2 separate regions of the Macaca mulatta genome follow, and region 2 is linked to region 1. The links are chromatin contacts, called in public Hi-C maps. All regions are on one chromosome and are shown on one strand. Each heading gives the region's core, a stretch centred on a gene start, on an enhancer-like site or on the middle of the called end of the contact. The rest is flanking DNA. Distances are from core to core; before and after follow the strand shown. Region 1 holds the start of YDJC (YdjC chitooligosaccharide deacetylase homolog). Region 2 holds the start of UBE2L3 (ubiquitin conjugating enzyme E2 L3).

Region 1 (2,904 bases), core at 40-2,539:
GAAGGCGTCTGTCCACCTGTAGTGGGCGGGGCATCAGCCGCGGGGCCAGGCCAGGCCATGACCAGGGCTAGGCTAGGGTAGGGTAGGATAGGGTAGGGACTGGGGGCGGGAGGGGGGAACTGGGGTGGCGGCAGCGATCGACGCCAGACTCGCTTCCGGGCTGAGAAACGGACACAGCTAGCCAGGTGAATAGTCAGTGCGGAGGGACTGAGGCAGCTATGGTAGGAGACAGGGCGGGAAGCCTCACCGGAGGCCGTGGCGGGAGAAGGGGCCCACGGCGGCCCGGGCGTCGCGCTCCACGGCGCAGGCGAAGGCGCGCGCGGGGGCCTCCAGCCAAGTGCAGCCACCCACACCGCGCTCCAGCGGCAGTCGCGTAAAGCGCACCCCATAGGCCTGCAGCGCCTCGGCGAACACCTGGCACACGCCTGCGGGCGGAGCGGGTCTAGGAGGAGCACGTCCCTTCACCTGGGGGCATCGAACTACCCCTACTTCCCCAGCCCCACCTGGGAGTAAACGCCCTCCAAACTGGGATCACCAACCACGCACCTGGGAGCACGTGCACGTGCTGGTGGCCATCCACGTGCGTGGGGGCCCTGCCCATCAGCTCCCGGAAGCAGCTTAGTTGGGCCTCGAGCTCCTCCCGCACCTAGAGGGCGAGCGAGAGACACCTTGAGCAACCGGGAGTAGCTGCCGAGGACACCCTCCTCGTGCTGCCGTGTGACCGCTCCAGTGTTTAAATGAAGAAGTCATCCACCGCCATCTCCTAATGACCTCACAGTACCCTCCGGGCGGAGCTCTGGGGGTCCTCGCGAGCATCCTCCTGCAGCTGCGGCTCCGCACCTGAGGCAAATCCACGTCTCCGGCCGCCACCGCCTCCCGGAATCCCATCTTGCCAAGGAAGAAGCCTTCGGGGCCGAGCAGCGACGAGGCGCCACGGCGGGCCGGACCCACTGGGCGGCCCTCGGACAGGTTGGCGTGGAGGCCCGTGGGGATGCTGTGCCTGAGGGCGGAGCGCGAGCTGGAGCACTGGCGGCCGCGGAGCAGCGCGCCCCAAGCCGATCGCCGCCCTGCTAGGGCCCTCCCCTCACCTGCGGGCTAGCTCCGCCGCGCTCTCCGTGGCCGCACCGTTGACCAGCAGGGACACGCTGGTCACGGCCCCGGCCAGAAAGGCCTCCACGATGCCCTCATCGCGTCGCGGGCAGTAACCAAAGTCGTCCGCGGTGACCACCAGGCGCACGCGAGGGCGGGACATGGCCGCCTGGGCCCACCGCTAGCGCTCCCAGGGGAGTGGGCCGGACAGCCCAGGCCCCGCCCCTGGACGCTGCCCATGCCCCGCCCCGACGCACACTCCCAGGTGCGGCTGCGCTTCGCCTTTGTTCTCGCCACCTAGCGGTCCGGCGTGCCCCTGCAAGGACCCGGCAACAGCTCCCGCGCTAACCAGACCAGTGCTGGATTCATTGCAATGCGGAACTTTCCTTGACTGCAAAAGTGATATTTAATATGAAAAATACCAAAAGGAAGTCGGGCGCAGTGGCTCACGCCTGTAATCCCAACACTTTGGGAGGCCGAGGCGGGTGGATCACGAGGTCAGGAGTTCAAGACCAACCTGGCCAACATGGGCAAACCCCGTCTCTACTCAAAATACAAAAATTAGCCGGGAGTGGTAGCACGCGCCTGTAATTCCAGCTACTCGGGAGGCTGAGGCAGGAGAAATGCTTGAACCCGGAAGGCGGAGGTTGTGGAGAGCCGAGATCACATGACTGCACTCTAGCATGGACGATAGAGCGAGACTCTATCTCAAAAAAAAAAAAAAAAAAGAAAGAAAGAAAGAAAAAAAGAAAAAGGAAAAATACCAAAAAAGAAAAAAAAAAAATCTCCTACCCTTCCCAGAGATTGCCATTGTAAACTTTCTGGGTTGTGTCCTTCCAGTGTTTTCTCTAAGCAAATAAACACACCCAACTCCCTTTCTCCCCAACCCACCTTTTTTGTGTGTTGTTTTGAGAACATAAAGATGATTACACCAATGTTATCACATTCTAGTAGTTTCTTAGATAGCAGTGTGAATGAAAATTTTCATATTATTAGCTATTCTTATTCTTTTTCAAATTGCCTATTGATCTTTTGCAGATTTTTATAAGAGCAGGCATTTTCTTTATTTATTTATTTATTTTTTCTTGAGCTCTAGACACTAAGAAAATGAAAGCAAGCATATACACTAATGGGTTTTTTTGAGAAAACATTATCTCCTGTTTCCATCTTGAGCTCTCTGCCAGGCTACAGCTTTTACATTAATAACTTCACTGTTTTTCTCTTTGGTCCAGAAAAGCTTTCCTTACCCATGACTGTATATGGTAGGCAGCCACAGTTTTCACTGCAACGTGGCAGTCTTGATTTTTCCCATGGTATTTGTGTCCAGACTATGAAATTGGTAATGTCATTCCTGTTTCACAGATTAGGAAACGGGGGGTCAGAGAGCGAAAGTGTGGTCCTGCCAGGAGTAGTGGAGATAAGACTGAACCTCACAGCTCAGGGCCTGCACCCAGACCTGCTTTGTCCTCTCTGTCCCTGACCTAGTGGGTAGCCAGAGCTGAGAGGACAGAGCAGAACTCGAGAGTAACAATATTTCATGAGGTATGTGAGGATTGAAAGCCTCATAGAGTCCTTCAACCATGCTCTTGGCATAACGACTGTTGTGTTTATAGTGACTGGTGAATTGTCAGACCTCAACCAACCACCATTCTCCACTGGAAGCTGATCTTGGAAAGGTCAGAGGTCCCGAGGGTGCGCAGATGGGAAGGAGGAGACTGACATTTATTGAGCACCTACTTGGTGCCAGACACTGAAAGTATTAAAGATTCAGGGTGACTTGCCTCAGTTCTGGCCCCAAAGGAGCACCATCTGGTA
Region 2 (2,804 bases), core at 86-2,585, 60 kb before region 1:
GGCTGGAGTGCAGTGGCGTGATCTCGGCTCACTGCAAGCTCCGCCTCCCGGGTTCATGCCATTCTCCCACCTCAGCCTCCCGAGTAGCTGAGACTACAGGCGCCCGCCACCACGCCCGGCTAGTTTTTTGTATTTTTAGTAGAGATGGGGTTTCACCGTGTTAGCCAGGATAGTCTCGATCTCCTGACCTCGTGATCCACCTGCCTCGGCCTCCCAAAGTGCTGGGATTACAGGCTTGAGCCACCGCGCCCGGCCGAAACCCACTGTTCTTATAAATGGAGAAAAATGTCCAAGCCCAGTGACTCACACCTATAATCCCAGCACTTTGGGAGGCCAAGGTGGGTGGATTGCTTGAGGTCAGCAGTTTGAGACCAGCCTGGCCAAAAATGCTAAAACCCTGTCTCTACCGAAAATACAAAAATTAGCTGGGCATGGTGGCAGGTGCCTGTAATCTATGCTACTCAAGAGGCTGAGGCAGGAGAATCACTTGAACCTGGGATTCAGAGGGTGCAGTGAGCTGAGATCATGCCATTGCACTCCACTCTGGGTGACAGAGTGAAACTGTGTCTCAAAAAAAAAAAAAAAAAAAAAAGAGAACTCCTTAAGAAGGTCTGAGTATATTCTGAAGCTATGTTCTTCTCTCTTCTTTGCTCCCTGAGGTCCAAATCAGTGTCACCTCTTTGCCTGAACGATTGCAACAGGTTTCCAAGTGGCCCCCTGCTCCCCTTCTTATCCTCTTACCCACCTCCATTCCCCATTCCCCATTCCAATCAGAGTACTTTTTTTTTTTTTTTTTTTTTAAAGACGGAATCTCTGTCGCCCAGGCTGGAGTGCAGTGGCGTGGTCTCGGCTCACTGCAACCTCTGCCTCCCAGGTTCAAGCAATTCTCCTGCCTCAGCCTCCTGAGTAGCTGAGATTACAGACGCCCGCCACCACGCCCGGCTAATTTTTTGTATTTTTAGTAGAGCCAGGGTTTCACCACGTTGGCCAGGCTGGTCTGGAACTGCTGACCTCGTGATCCACCCGCCTCGGTCTCCCAAAGTGCTGGGATTACAGGCGTGAGCCACCGCGCCCGGCCAACTATTTTATGCAATCAATATTTATTATTTGCCTACTACGTGCCAGGCACTGGTTGTAACTGTCATCTGATTGGACGATCCGTAAACGCTGCGGCTCAGCCTGTGCGGTTCACTTGTGTTCCTCCACGCGCCTCCGAGCACGCTGGGAAGCATACAGTAGGTGCTCTGCTCCGCTCCTGTGCCCCGCCCCGCGGCCCCTCCCCCGCTCCAGGAAGTGCGGGGGCTCCAGCCGCCCGGCCGGCCGCGATGCATTCTGGGGAAGGAGCAGCACCAAATCCAAGATGGCGGCCAGCAGGAGGCTGATGAAGGTAAAAGCCATTCTCTGGCCTCGGTCGGGCGTGGGGCGGCGTCCCAGGCTCCGGACCCCCGAGGCAGGCAGCGGCCTCTCAGGGCGCTGCCGTCTGGCCTCCTGCCCTACACGGCCTCGTCGGTTCCCTGGGCCGCGCGCAGGCTCAAGGAGCTAACGGGGCTGGCCTAGGCCGCAGCCTGGGCGGGAGCGCCAGGCCGCGCTGGGAGCCACTGTTGGCCCCTCAGCCCGGCCCGGGGCGTTCACGCCACCCTCCGCCCGGAGCGTGGCCGCGTCCCGCTGTCGCGGAGGCCGCGGTCCGACGCGAGGGCGTCGTTAATGTGAGAGCCCGGTTGGGAGGCTCCAAACTGAGCGCCTTCGGGGAAGGCCCGAGCGCCGGAGCCCCTGCCCGGAGCCCGTGCAGCGGAACCGCCCCGCCCTGGGCCTCAGCGAGCCGGGCTTGCAGCTCCGCTTGGCCCAGCCGCAGCTCGGAACTCTGGAAGGCTCGGGCTAGGAGAGCGGGGAGGAGGCCAGGCGGCCAAAGTTAGGTCAGTTTGTTGGTGGGTCGTTTGGAATTGCGCTGGGTCCTAGCAAACTGTCGCCTTGTGACTGCAGAGTCACACAGCGGGCAAGTTCCAACTCCAGGAAGGCCTGAGGTCGGCCCCCATCGCGGCGCGGTTCTCCTTCCCTCTCCTCCACTCAGTCATCTCGATCTCCCTTCCCTGATAAAGCAAAATGCCATTTTTTGGGGGGTAACGGTTGGTTTCAGTCGTTCGAATCAAAACGGGCCAAAGTTTATAATAATAACTTGGTACTTTGGATCTTGAATGCAGCAGGGTGCTTTCTTGCTACTTGGCACCTTTTAGTGAGGAACACATTAGCTAAATTGGCTTAGTTCTTTTGCCAGTGGATTTGCCAACGTCCTCCGGAGTCCCCTCCGCCAGCATCTGTGAGTCGGCGGCTGGCTAGTGCAGCCGGCCTGCAACGGGCCGGAAATTAAAAAAAGGCCCCGGAGCCGGTTTCCTGAGGGGAGATAAAGAGCTGGGGTTCGTTCTGGGCAGAGCAGTGTTTGGTAGAACTAGACATTGAACTTGGAGCCACAGTCTCTGAGCCCTCCCTGCCTCCCTGGGAACGTTTCCTTTCTTTTGTTCCCTAAGGGCTAGAGAGGACATTAACTTTATAAAACTGGAGTGGAAGTGGGCACAAAAGAAAACTCAGAGGACTTCTGACTTCTCATCTCTTAAGCTAGTGACACCACCATTCACCAGATAAGGGGTCGGTTAATGGCTTTCTTTCCTACCCTACTCCCAGGTGCAGTCGTCCTTCAACCCTTGTGGATTTAAATTTAGAAAGTTTTCTGGAGTGCAGGCCGGGCGCGGTGGCTCACGCCTGTAATCCCAGCACTCTGGGAGGCCGAGGCGGGCGGATCACTTGAGGTC

What was found. A called contact is a pair of places that touch in the nucleus more often than the background predicts.
Region 2: a contact with region 1 is called in a Hi-C map of liver, with 2.3 times the contacts expected there. The contact joins the promoter of UBE2L3 here to the promoter of YDJC in region 1. A contact is called at or near these places in 3 of 14 Hi-C or Micro-C datasets (blood, fetal cortex germinal zone and liver).

What each region holds. Positions count from the first base shown.
Region 1 is chr10:31,365,845-31,368,748 of T2T-MMU8v2.0, reverse strand. YDJC (YdjC chitooligosaccharide deacetylase homolog) reads right to left here and starts at 1,289. Exons shown (of 4, transcript XM_077950746.1): 1 at 1,089-1,289; 2 at 841-1,000; 3 at 547-646; 4 at 1-16. The coding sequence starts at 1,252.
Region 2 is chr10:31,425,828-31,428,631 of T2T-MMU8v2.0, reverse strand. It overlaps UBE2L3 (ubiquitin conjugating enzyme E2 L3), which reads left to right and starts at 1,335. Exons shown (of 4, transcript NM_001193593.1): 1 at 1,335-1,387. The coding sequence starts at 1,361.